Regions from separate parts of the Mus musculus genome. Here region 1 is linked to region 2. A link is a contact called in public HiChIP or PLAC-seq data. All regions are on one chromosome and are shown on one strand. Each heading gives the region's core, a stretch centred on a gene start, on an enhancer-like site or on the middle of the called end of the contact. The rest is flanking DNA. Distances are from core to core; before and after follow the strand shown. Region 1 overlaps Marchf1 (membrane associated ring-CH-type finger 1). Region 2 overlaps Klhl2 (kelch-like 2, Mayven).

Region 1 (6,300 bases), core at 374-2,873, 1.6 Mb before region 2:
GCTTGTGGGTAGGGAAAGCCTGATAGGGGCAACATGATAATGTAGCTTTCTAATGTGTATAGGTCCCTAGGTTTGGCCCCTAGAACTGAGAAAGGTAAATAAAAAGGACTTGAATGGAGCAGTAGACTTGAGAAATATGTCCTGGAACAGAAGCAATATGTAGGGAATGAAATGAAGTGACTAGTTGTAGAATGAATACATCCTACATAGATGAAACAAGAGTCAGAAACAGGATTCAGGAAGCTGTGGGCTCACAGAAGGAATTGGGGTTGACTGAGTTGAGGAAGTGGCTTTGAAATGGAAGCAGCAGCCTAACCAGGATGATTGGGTTTCTGGTAATGGCTCAACTGTATCAGCCTATGATTGTGAACAAGAAAGAAACTGAGTTATGATGTACCACAAATGTCTAACAGCTTTCCTAACTCATCTTTTGCTTCCCTGTCTTCCACTTTCTTCCCATCTAAACCATGAGAGACCTATGACATACAACTATGGTTCTTAAGACATGATTTTTAGTCTAAAGCATCAGTATCATCTGTGACTATACCAGAAATGTAAATTCAAGGTCTTAATACCAGAGTACAGAAGACTCTAGAAATAACCAGTGATCTATGTTTAAATAAACTCTCTAGTAGTTGTAGATTCATGTTAAGGTCTTAGAACCACAAGACTCAAGAATCCTTCATAGGTAGATTTTTTTAGTGGCAAGCTTACCCAGAACTGGATACTATGACTTCACATAATCAACATCAATGGCTTAAAAAGGATATTTTCCTTAAATTAAAAAAAAAATATGCTGAGAAGTTTGTTGTATCTCCAAGGTACAAATGCTTTGCAAATGTTAGCAAAAAAAGATTGCAGTTAATCACAAAATAGCTGCATTTTACCATTGAAAACTATGCTGTGTGTATTCTCTCACGTGCATTCTAAATTTAGCAATACATGTACATATGTATATGTGTATGAGTAAGGCAGAGAAGGCATTATTTGGGATGAAGAAGGAAACCATTGAAAGTGATAAGAGATTAAAGACAATGAGAAAGACTAGTATGTGTGGAGGGAAATAAATGTGAACAGAGTACAGTTATTTCTAAAAATGAATTAAAATAAAATATGTCATGGAACTGAGAGGTCTTGAGCATTAGTTAGGAGTTGAGTATAATGGGAGAAATGGCTTTTTAAACTGAGAAACAGTGACTAGCAATCAGTCTAGTGAGGGTCATAGGGGGCCATGTAAAGAAAAACCCTAGATGCTTTCAGGGAATGAGAAACATATCAGCACAGGTAGGTCATAGTTAATGGTGCATACCAAAACTGCAGAGGCAAGTCTCACACAGAGATCATGTGAGGACTTAGAAATCATATTAAAGATTCTGCACTTCCCACTGAGAGTACAAACCACTGAAAACTCCAACAAAAGGCCAACATGTTCTGATCTTTTACTTTTAGATGTGATTTTCCTGTAAGGCAACTTTTGAGCCATACACATAACCACACGGCGATTTAATTTCCAAATGGTAATTGGCTAATAGCAATACGTGTTCAGAATAAGACTGAGACAAGTATGGGAAAGAGGATATGGTGTCCACATGTGGGCCAAATGCCAGGAACAGAAAAGGAGGAAGGGCTCAGGGGTTGCTTCTTCTTCGTGGTTGTGACTAAAGTAAGATCTGCCTTTGCATGTCTGAAGCAACAGAACTACAAGTTCACAGGCATTTGCTGCTTCTCTCACCATTGTCTTCCTCCCTGCGCAGGGGATCATGGTGTCTGTGATCAATCTGGAAGCATTTCTCCTACAGTGTTTCTTGTAGAAATTTAATTTTCTTGTTTAGGCCTCCTACATTCCCCTCAAAATGATCCCCAAATCCTTCTGTCCTCTCTGACCTTGAGGACATTTTTCATGTTTGCCAACCATTATTTTCTCTTGTCAGTATATCACATCAACCTATGTGACTTATAGGTACATAGTTGTTTGATTTTATAGTGTATAGCTCACCAATCACTGAAAAATTATCATCAGCTCCAACTGTGCTGTGTTTCAACAGCATGCCTATTATTATTTTGCATATAGTATGTTTTGAGAGTTTTATACATAGAACTCCATCTAGATTACTCCATCTTTCCTCCCAAATCCTCTAGTGACATCCTCTCTAAAATTTTTCATATTTTCTTTTATTATTATTATTATTATTATTATTATTATTATTATTATTATTAGTAGTAGTAGTAGTAATAGTAGTAACATACATAGACAGGCACACATATGTATACGACTTGTTGAGTCCATTTAGTGATTCTATTCTGTGCATGTGTCCAGGACTGACTGACTGATGGAAAATCTACACTGGAGCACATTTGGAATCACAAATGGCTTGCTTATAATGTAACTCATCACACCGTTCTCAAGTCAACTGGCCTCTAATGTCTCTTACATTTATAAATACCAGTATCTCACATTTCTCAGGTTCTCCAGGGTACCATGGCCGTCAACAACTTTGTCTTATGCTCTCACTAGACCTAACAATTAAGGTGCTTCCTAGTTACTTAGTGGGCTACCACCATGTCCTTCCTACTCACTTCCACTAACCTTTATCACTGTAGCTTTCAGTAGAGTAATTCTATACACCATTTCCTGTTAACAGTACAGAACAGGGTTATAGTGACTTGTTTGTCACTCTTCTAGCCAATTTTATTTAGCAAAAATACTTCCTGCATATATTTTTGCATTGGAATATTTTTATTCTTTAGAAGAATATCATGAAAATTCCCATGGGATATGAGAAAACCAACGATGAACTATTTCTGGCTGAAGATAGGCTAAAAGAACTTAAGAAGTTCATGGAGGCTGTTGGAAAGCAGAGATCTATAGAACAGAGCAAAACAACTTGGATAGACTCTGTATTTTATTAAAAATGCTTTGAAATTTGTCTTAGCCCTTATTATTCTTCAAATCTACCCATAGAAATTCAAAGGAACATCAGTGAACAATGTTGGTTCCTCAGCTCTGTCTGACCTAATGGTATTTGTATCAACTTGAATGTCTGAAATTACATCCATGCACCTCTGTCTATCTGAAGTTCACTTTGTCTGGCTTTAGTTCCAGCTCATCTAAAGGGATTTCTGCATCATATTAGATCAGGATGATATTTTATTTTTCTCCAAATCCTGCAGCATTCCTCTACTTAAAATTAGCCTTTGTTCTCTTAAACTTCTGCTTTTTGGTTATTTATTCAATGTCTCCCACTTAGACAACAGACTAGTTATAGGAAACGTCACGTCTCTTGACACTTTTGGTCCTCAGCCATTATTGTATGCTGTCTAGAGCAGTTGGTTATTTTGATGGCAGCACACAGCAGAAAACAATATCTATAGGTCCTTTGGGCTTATTGTCACATGTAGAAGTCTAAGTTAAGTAAATTACTTATCACTGGAAGTGTTCCCCTAAAGAAGTACTTATAAAGGAGAACCTGCCACTCTGGCTTTAGATGCAAATATTACTTTCCCCCACTCCACTTGCCAGTAAGTTAGCATCTATGAGTGTCATTTATTAAATAATATTAGAAGTAGATTTGGGAACTGTCAAAAGGAGTTTTAAGCTGGACATTAGATAAGAAATAGTGTAAGCTTTCAGCAAAGACACATGGTCATCACATTCAAAGAATTATGTGAAGCACACATTGCTGTATAAAATCACATAATTCCACTTTTCTTGTATGGGGTGTGTGTGTGTGTGTGTGTTTTATATGTACATCACACATGTATGTATGAAGTGGAGCCAGAGGCCAACACCTAGTTTCTTTCCCAGTTGCCTCCAGTTGATTATTATTATTATTAAAAATAATTATTGCATTTCCTGGCATTTATTTATTTATTTATTTATTTATTTATTTATTTATTTATTTATTTATTTATGTGTGCATGTGTGTATATGTGTGTGTGTGTGTTCACATGTGCATGTGTAGGTATATGCTTTCCATTTTTTGTGTTTGTGGGAATCAGAAGACAATTTAGGAGAATTGGTTCTGTCATTCCATAATGTCCATATTGTGCATCTTGGTTACTGAACTCATGATTTTAGATTTGGTGGCAAGCACCCTTATACACAAAACCATTTTTGCTGGCCTTTTACCTGTGTTTTGAGACAGGATCTCTAAGTGTACCAAGATTTCACTGATTTGGCTAGAATCGCTGACCAGGGCTTCCTGGTCTCGTCTAGGGACCTTCCTAAGCATCCACCTGCCTTTTACTCCTCAGTGCTGAGACTATAAGTGTATGCTACTGCACCTGGAGTTTTAAGCATGCTGTGGATTTGAATTCAGATCCTCATGCTTTTGCCATGGGATCTCTGCCCACTGAACCATTTCCCTAGTCTGTTGCTTTGCTTCTAAACCCTTAAAACTTCCTAGCATATTTTAAGGCCTTGACAATTCTGGTCCATCCCACTTCTTCTTCTGAATCTCTACCATCCACTCCCCTCACTCACCACATCCTGGCTCTCGGTTCCCTGGACTGTCACACTCCTGTCTTGTTCCTCTCTCCTCTTGGCTGCCTGTGACCAGTATTCTCTGCAGCATCAGCTTCCTCCTTCTTTCTTCCATCAACTCCTATTTGTACTTTGAATTAACCTCTGATTTCTAAAGTAATTTGAGCCCTTGAGTCATGTATCTCTAAACCCTCTATTGTGGTCGTAAATCCATACTAACGGTGAAATAATTGCTGTGTCTGTGTTCTTCACCCAACTCGAAGTGCTACCACATCAGAAACTATAAAAATGCCATGCACTGTATATGTTCAATGCTCAGAATACAGTCCAGAGCATACTGTGCCTCAATGCAGGAACAAATGAACATTTTATGAGTAATTGTCTGATACAGCTTTGAGAGAACAAGTTGCCATGTTATTCACATGTAGACCTTATTTTTTCTTGTTCTGGTCTGAGTACATATGGACTACAACCTCTAGTTCATATGATTTACATGCATGCACACAGTAGATTTTTATTAAATAATTTCAGCTTTTATAAAATCAAAGCAAAATGAACAGTATGCAGTGGAAATATTTACTTGGTCTCAGAGTTCAGTTGAAATGATTTAGTAGCATATGAATATTTAAAATTTGCCTCACTCATATCTACAATGATAGAAAGCCCACATTAACATTAAGTTATCTTTAAAAATCATATGCTTTGAAATCAAACAGAACAAACGAACAAACAGAACAAAATGATCTTATTGCTAAGAAATGTACACATGGTTAGAAATTACCAGTAGGTGATTACTGGTAAAATGAATGAAGCTCTCCTTCCCTAGAGTATCTGGTAGTCATCCAACAAGCCCAGGACTTGTGTCCCTGTCCTCTGGGTCTTTAGTTACCCTGCTGAGTCAGACAACTGAAGAGCAAACTGGAGCCAACAACACAGAAGATTTTTCTGATGCAAAAGGCTGACCTTTAAGAACCTTTAGCTTGACTATCTTTGTCAGGCTGCAGAAATTTGGCTATATTTATACTGAACATTTCCACAAAGCCTCACTCCTACTGCCTCTGCAATTGTGGTTTTAGGTAAAATAAGTACAAAAATCATCTGCTTTGCCCATTTCTATTCCAGGATAAGTCCTATATTAAAGCGAAGATAAAAAACCCAATCCCATGTTTTTGTACCTATGGATTTTTCTCATAGTCTTCTGTTTTTAGTGTTATCACTTTACATCTAACCTATAACACTACAAATGAATGTCATGTTTTGAGGGAAGGTCACAAACACATACTGAGCTCCCATCCAGAAGACTTATAATTGGGTTGCGTCCAGTCTTTCACTACAGCTACTGACCTGCACACTTCGAAATTATCAGAGCCATCATCATAGGCAGCAGGAGGCTTCTGGGTAGAGGTATTCAGCTGGAGCCCTGTGTCTTCCCCACACTCGTCCCTTTCTACAGCTGCCAGGATTTCAGTATTGAAATCAGTTTCTGAAAATCTTTTCTTGATTGTTTCTTTTTGATTAAGTGTATGCAAGAGCTGAGGATCTCTGTGGCAGTATTTGCCTTTACTCCCTGAGTGGCTCTCTGCAGGTGTCCTCTCCACCAAGGACCCCCTTGGCGGTGGATGACTGCATTCTTGGTACCTTATGACTTTTCCTCTACAGATGTTTAAAGTGTGACTCCCACATTCTGTCAGCTCCTGGTGCTTTTCCTCTTTGGATCCCAGATCAACAAGTTCAATTCTGTCAGAAGTAGAAGACTCAGTCAAGCTTCCACATGGCTTGTTATTTCTCCTTCGCCGAGACAGTCTGAATTTAACCTG
Region 2 (6,938 bases), core at 3,202-5,701:
AAACCTAACCTGCCCAGGTGTCTTCATGGGGCAGTGGGTGGCTTTTGAAAAATGTAGACTGTAGCCTTTGTTACTCTGTTTCTCTGGCTGTGGGACTGTGCGGCTGGGTGGGCACTGTAGCTGGCTCTGCCTGTGCCTTCTTCGGGAGCCTTCTCTCAACCATCTAGCCTTTGTGCAGATCTCAGTTTCCACTTACTGTCCTTGATCCTATTCTCTGGCTTTCTCCCTGTCTCACCTACCTTGTCCTGTAGCATGCTACCTACCCAGTTTTTTGACTTGCCATACTTTTTGTGTCCGCCTCCCACAGACTGCAAAAATCTTTGCTTTATTCATTGATAGTTTACAAGTACACTTAAAAAACGTTGATTTTAGGAATGAGTGCATAATACAGTGTTTTTTGTTTTTGTTTTTCAAAGGAACTGCCCTTTTAGAAGTGGGGCAGGGGGAGAAGATCAGATCTGTGTGCAGGACGCTTGCTGCTGTTCTTTGTATCACATATGTGTGTGGATCTCAGGAGACTTACTGTGGTGCCTTGGTTTTTAAAAGCTGATTTATTTTTTATGTGTATGTGTGTACCATATGCATGCCTGGTGCCTAGGGACGGTGACGGAAGAGGGTGTCAGATCCCCTGGAACTGAAGTTACAGCTGTTTAAGAACCAGTATGTGTGTTCTGGGACCTGAACTCACGCCCTCTGCAAGAACAACATGTGCTCTTAAACTCCAAGCTGTCTCTCCAGCCCGTTTTTTTTTTTTTTTTTGGACCCCATTTTTTGAAGTATAATTTATATTCTGTAAAATACATGTAATCCAATGATTTGTAGTAAATGTCCTGAGTTATGCATGTGTCACTTTGCAAATTCCCCTTGCGTCCATATAGTTAGCAGTTCTTGGCTCTCACATCACATTCCTAATTCTGACAAATTCTATGCCTCCACCTCTCAAAGGAACAGTTCATATCCAATACTTAAAGTCTTGTGTTCTTAAACACCATAAGTATAGGGGCTGGAGACTTGGCTCAGCAGCTAAGAGTGTGTGCTGCCCTGGCAGAGGACTGGAGTTGGGTTCCCAGTCCCTATCCTGGTGGCTGACAACTCTCAGTGACTCTAGAGAAGAGGCAATGCCCTCTTCTTGCTTCCATGGACTGCCCCCCAACATACAGATATATATTCATATCCATAAAAAGAAAACAAAGCTTTTCTTTAAAAAAAAAAAAAAAAAGAAAAATGGTCCATCTGAACATGGTTAACCTCTTTGACGCTGGAAGTGGTAGAGAGCAGTCAGGTCGGCTGTGCCTTGATACGCAATGTGCCACTCATTGCCTCCTTCCCACCTCAGTCTCTTCATCTGTGAAATGGGCTAATTATGGTAATTAGCTTACAGAGTTGTTGTGACAATTATAAATAATGAGAGCGTACCATTATCTGCAGAAGCTGCCGCTGTGTGTCCTGAACTTCAGTTAATATGATGAATCTCTTTCTAGTGTAGGCCCAAAATCCATGGGCTGAGTATCTTTGCAAAGAGAGCATGTTTAAATCAGGTTCTGCATCTGAAGTTTGCTTAAAGTAGTTTGCAAACAAACACCCTCCCTCTCCCCCTCTCTCCCCTCCCCGCTCTGTATAACATGTATGCATGGGTATGACTGTACTTTGATTATAAAAGCAAGTTGATTTCCAGCAGAGATCTTTTGCAGCATCTTTATTATTTAGAGAGCTCGCTCTGTTAAGCCATTTTCCCTGAATCTTCATCGTTTATATTTGACAGGTCTTTGACACCAGGGAGATAATTACCCACTTTTTTTTTTTTTTTTTTTTTTGTAGAAACCACAGTGTCTGTAGGAAAGTGCTCCGAGTTGAGTTGCATCTTACTCTCGCTTGGAGGACTGCCGCCTTCTAAATGAGCGGGGGAGGGTGGCAGGCATTCGGTTGGTCTGTAGCTTGACAAGCCGGAACTGAATTATCCTTTAATGAGAGCGTTGTCTTCCCTTTTTGTTCTTTTCTCTGTGTACAGATGCACAAAGCAGGGTCATCAGAAGCCCCTCGATTCAAAAGACGAGAATCCTGAGAAACATTGCCCACTGACGGTGAACCCCTGGCACATGAAGAAAGCCTTTAAAGTCATGAACGAACTCAGAAGGTAACGTCACTCTAATGCACACGCACCCATTAGTCTTCCTTTTATTTCTCTTTGTCCATAGGGGCCCCTCCCCTCCCCCATTGTTGCTCGAACACAGGGAACATCAAAAGCTTTTCTGCGAGGTTTTTAGGAGAAGCGAGGCCATCAGAAGCGAAGCGCAGGTGCTAGAGAGCTCCTCCGTCCAGCAGCGGCTGGTCAAGCCCGGCGAGTGAGTTCAGGCTTTCTCTAAGAAAAGTCTACTGTGGCTTTCCAGGGACGTCGTTCATTTCTCTTTCTTTCCTTTGAGAGAAGGTCCTGTGTATTCCTGGGTGAGGATGACCTTGAACTCCTGACCCTCCCTTTGCTGTCCAAGTACTGGATGACAGGCGTGTTCTACCACTGTGCTTCTGCTAATAAAATAGGTTTTTAATCTAAAACATACAGATTGTATGTTAAACATATCAGATATTCTGCCTATTCATTTGTTCATTTGTGTGTGTGTGTATGTGTATGTGTGTTATGTGTGACACGCACACGGTGTACATGTGTGGGCACATGTGACAGTTAAGGAAAGCCTGTGGGAATCACTTCTCTTCTACCACTATGTTCGGGTATTTGAACTCACGTCTTCAGCTTTGATGGCAAATGCTTTTATCCTCTGAGCCTGGGGACTCAGGGATTTAAATGGAATATTGTATTGAAATTAATCTTGTTTATTTTTAACTTTTCAATGTGACTACTGAAAAATCGTTACTTGCATTGTATTTCCATTCATTAATGCCGAGGACAGGCTTCTAATTCCAGCCATAAAGAATGCGGAGAGATACTTTTAGACAGGGAAACATGTAACTTGTTTTGGTGGTGACATTTGTGGTTGTTGGGGACAGTACCTGCCTGTTGCTAAGGTGATTCTCATGCATGTTAAGGGTCATTGTCACACACTGAGCCTTCCTGTGACACACTTGAAGTCCTAGCACTCAACAGGCTGAGGCCGGAAGAGCTCACGTTCAGGCCAGCGTCGACTATATAAAGAGATCTGGTTTAAAAGCTTTGGGGACGCACGCCTTTAATCCCAGCACTCAGGAGGCAGAGGCAGGTGAATTTCTGAGTTCGAGGCCAGCCTGGTCTACAAAGTGAGTTCCAGGACAGCCAGGGATGCACAGAGAAACCCTGTCTCGAAAAACTAAAAAAAAAAAAAAAAGCTTTGGGGATAAGGGTGACACTAAAAGCTGATTAAATAGGGTCTGGAGAGATTGCTCAGCAGTTAAAAGCTCTGGATGCTCTTGCAGAAGACCCAGGTTTTGTTCCCAGCACTAACATAAAAGGCCGGCTTTCAACCTTTTTGGGCGTCAGACATGCAAAGCCAAACCAACTGGCTTTTAGCAGGCACTCCTCCCCCACCCCTCCCCCACCCACCACTCCCCCTCCTCCACCCCCACCCCCTCCCCCTTGCTCCTGTTGGGCACTATAGCTTTGGCTTCCGTATTTTACCTTGGTCTCTGATTGACCTGGACACGATTCATTACACCATAGGAACGATTCATTACACCATAGGAACGCAATACCGACGGCTCCTTCCCCTGAGGCAAATGACTGCATTTTGAGCCATACTTGACTTTGAGTCTCTGTTTCATCCCAGGATTGTTTAGCCCTGGCCATCCCCAACCTGGTGTGGGCTACACGGCTGTTCACTGTGTTGCACTACTTCATGAGCCAGAGTCACCGGCCAGTGGTTCATGCTGATCGTCAAACAAAGGAGAGCTTTGAGAGTAGTTGCAGGTGGCTGCTGCTCCGAAACCAGGCTTGCTCTAACGATGTCACTAGCCGGTAGTATTTTTAAAATGTACTGTCAGGCTGGCTCAGTGGGTAATGTGCTTACTGTGCAGGAAGGAGGACCTGCATTTGGAACCTCAGAACGCACAGCAGTAGCCTGGAGCACTAGCACAGGTCTGTCTTCTCAGGGAGACAGGAGGCAGAGACAGGAGCATCCCTAGGGCTCCCGGGCCAAGTCTAGCCAGCCACCAAGCTCCACTGAGAGACCCAGTCTGAAACGTAAGGGAGAGCAACCGAGGAAGAGGCTCAAGATCAGCCTTTGGCCTCCATACATTTGCACATACGGGCACAGGCAGGCACATACACCAGTGCACATGCGTGTATACACCAACACGGAGTGAATTGACTTCACAGCTGGGAAACGGATGACTGTGGATAAAGCAGATTAAGGCTTTTATTCCGAAGAATAAAAGGAAGTAGACAAGGCTGAGAAGCAAGAAGACAGACTTGTGTTTTGGAAATGCCGTTTTTCGAGCAGTGTGACACTGCATGATTTAATACCTATACTGGGTAGAGGTCGGAGGCAGGAGGACGTCTGAGGTTAAGGTCTACGTAGTGAATACTAGGGCTGCGTAGTGAGTCTGAGTCTCAAAAAAAAAGTCACCTTTATTTCTTACCTTTTGTATAATTCTTTTAAAAACACAAACAAAACTTGAAGCTTTTTTTATTGTACAGCTGAAAGTCACTAATTACTTCCTGTCCTTGCATCAGCTTCCTATTGCCAGAAAAGGGTAGCCCAGGGTGGCTTCCTGACTTCTGGGAAGGGAGAACTTCCCTGTTCTCACTACTGTGCTTGGCATCCATTGGCCGCTAACCCTGTGGCTCTAAGTCTTAATGTGGCAGTGGTGGGAGGCGGAGTAAGGGGGCCTCACAGCTGTGCACTAAGGATGGCTTTGGTGAATTTTTATTTTGCTGGTGAAAACAAAGACCCTTTCATGAATCACTTTGTAAGGTATGGTTGCCCACACGTCTATCCCCAGTTAGAGGTAGGAGGGCAGGAGTGCTGTGAGAGAGGTTTATCTGAAGACGGACCACACATCCTGATGTGGGCAACACCATTCCACGGACCGTGGTCCTGGAAAAAGCCCTCTGCGTGCCAGTATCCCTTCTCTCTGCAGCCTGACCTACCCAGATATGAATAAGCCCTTACCATCATTCTGTTCCAGTACGACGGACTGGACTCTCAAACTGTTACCCAAATAAATCCCTCTCTCCCGAGTCCCAGGATTCACACACAGCTGTCTTTTCTGGTTTAACTTAGTTGCACAGCTGGGAAAGGACGGACCTAAGATGAGGTAAGGCTCTGTGCTGGCACTGTGTAGATGGGGTGCGAAGTCAGAAGGACAGCATCCTTCTAGGCTAGAAGACTGTGTGGGTTTGACCGAGTCTTCTGCGCAGTGTTATTCACCTATAGTTTCTGAGAATCCAAGTGGCAGGGTGACACGAGGGATTTGGGGGCTGGCTCTCGTACAGCACTGACTCTCTGGTAGTTGAACTTCACTTTTTCCAGTGGGAGGGGGTTAGTTTAAAACGAGAGTGTGTCAGAATCAAACAATGGAGCATTAACTCCCCACTCTGCGAACTGGCTCAGCGTTTTCTCTCAGTATCTTTTCAAGGCAAAACTTACCTGAACAGTGTACTTTTTAGACTCATGTTTACTATGTGCTACACAGGGATGAGCGCAGGAGGGGATGAAGAAGCAGGGAACATCACAGGTACCTTTTTTAAAATTTTGATTCAGGGTCTCACTTTGTATCTATTATGATCAGGCTGGCCTCTATCTCAGCCAAGCCGCTGCCTCTACCTCCCAAGTTCCCAAGTGCTGGCATTAAGGCCACTGTTCCTGCCCAGCTTTTTTTTTTTGTTTTTTTGTTTTTTTGTTTTTTTGTTTTTTCCAGGGTTGAGTAGGTCTTAATGTACCTGTGGTCTCCTTGAAATGACATAGCTAAGGATAATGGTGATCTGTTTAGCCTCCTGCCTGCACCTTCCAAGTACTGGACTTACAAGCAGGCCCCAGCATACCCAGCTCTCAGAACTGTTAGTGAGAAACTTAGATGGCCAGCTGTGTGGACATTAAAAAACGGTAGCAAAAAAGGGGCAGCATTTTATCTTCAGAGAAATTAAAGAAACACTGCTGGTTTCTAGGCTATGTGATTCTATCTGAGCTTGTTGCTGCAGTTCTTACCGAGGGTGTGGGCGGTGGGCAGTGTCTTAGTTTTATTAGAAGGAATGTAATTTTTGGCCCTTAAATTAAATCTAGGGGCCAAGAACGTTCTGTAAGAATGAACTGTGATTCACCTGTATGTCTTATATAATCCATACATACTCTGTTTTTCACTAGTAGTAGTGGTTTTTACATTGTACAAGAACAAAAAACTGCAATCTTTCCCTTAAAGGAATGAGTGTCACTCCCATCCCCCACTGTACCCAAGGATTGACAGAGGGGGAACCCAGTTTCCCCCTGGGATTCTGTTATCTGTCCTGTGTGGCTGTTCATACTTGGTTACTTAGAGGTCAGGGCAAGTGGCTTGAACAGTGAACTCAGGCAAGGCTGCCTTGGTTTTGATCCCTTTGTGTCAGGATTTTTAAAAGAGATTTTAGAAGAATCACATAGGGCGTGACTGTTTCCGTGCCAGTATGTTTGATATGGAAGAACGCTGTCAGGACCTTTTAGTTTTGTGCACTACAGTGGAATACAAGATCTTCCTTGAAGGACAGGAAGCCCTTCAGTCCTTCCAGATGTATTTATGCAAGAAGGATTGAGAGACAGCCTGGAGTATGAGCAGAGTTAACCAGCAGTAGTCTGCAGGGTCTCATAAGCACTGGTGGTTGATTTCTTTTTAATGGTCTTTATTGAGCAGGGAGAGGATCATTAAACTCTTCTAGAATGTGGAGAAGGGACAGTTTAAAATGACTTCACTAAAACAACCTTCTCTCCTCCTTCTCCCCGAGATGCTGCAACCCCGAGAGGCATGGAGTACCCACTGCCCCA

Evidence for each region. HiChIP or PLAC-seq counts read pairs in DNA pulled down with a chosen protein or histone mark.
Region 1: a contact with region 2 is called in an H3K27ac HiChIP or PLAC-seq map of acute myeloid leukemia, with 7 times the contacts expected there. The contact joins two enhancer-like sites. A contact is called at or near these places in 2 of 39 promoter capture datasets (the C10 cell line and neutrophils) and 3 of 115 datasets of contacts at active chromatin or transcription factors (acute myeloid leukemia, large pre-B cells and stem cell-derived neural progenitor cells).

Annotation. Positions count from the first base shown.
Region 1 is chr8:66,387,089-66,393,388 of GRCm38.p6, reverse strand. All of the region lies in intron 6 of Marchf1 (membrane associated ring-CH-type finger 1), which reads right to left. Among named protein-coding and RNA genes, the nearest start is that of Tma16, 96 kb to the left of the region's middle. Within about 2 kb of position 1,623, at least 37 of the 459 cell types and tissues checked have an H3K27ac peak or open chromatin away from gene starts, as enhancers often do. A contact at or near this core is called in acute myeloid leukemia, where this site is marked.
Region 2 is chr8:64,829,639-64,836,576 of GRCm38.p6, reverse strand. It overlaps Klhl2 (kelch-like 2, Mayven), which reads left to right. Exons shown (of 15, transcript NM_178633.3): 2 at 2,009-2,134. Among named protein-coding and RNA genes, the nearest start is that of Klhl2, 17 kb to the left of the region's middle. Within about 2 kb of position 4,451, at least 67 of the 459 cell types and tissues checked have an H3K27ac peak or open chromatin away from gene starts, as enhancers often do. A contact at or near this core is called in acute myeloid leukemia, where this site is marked.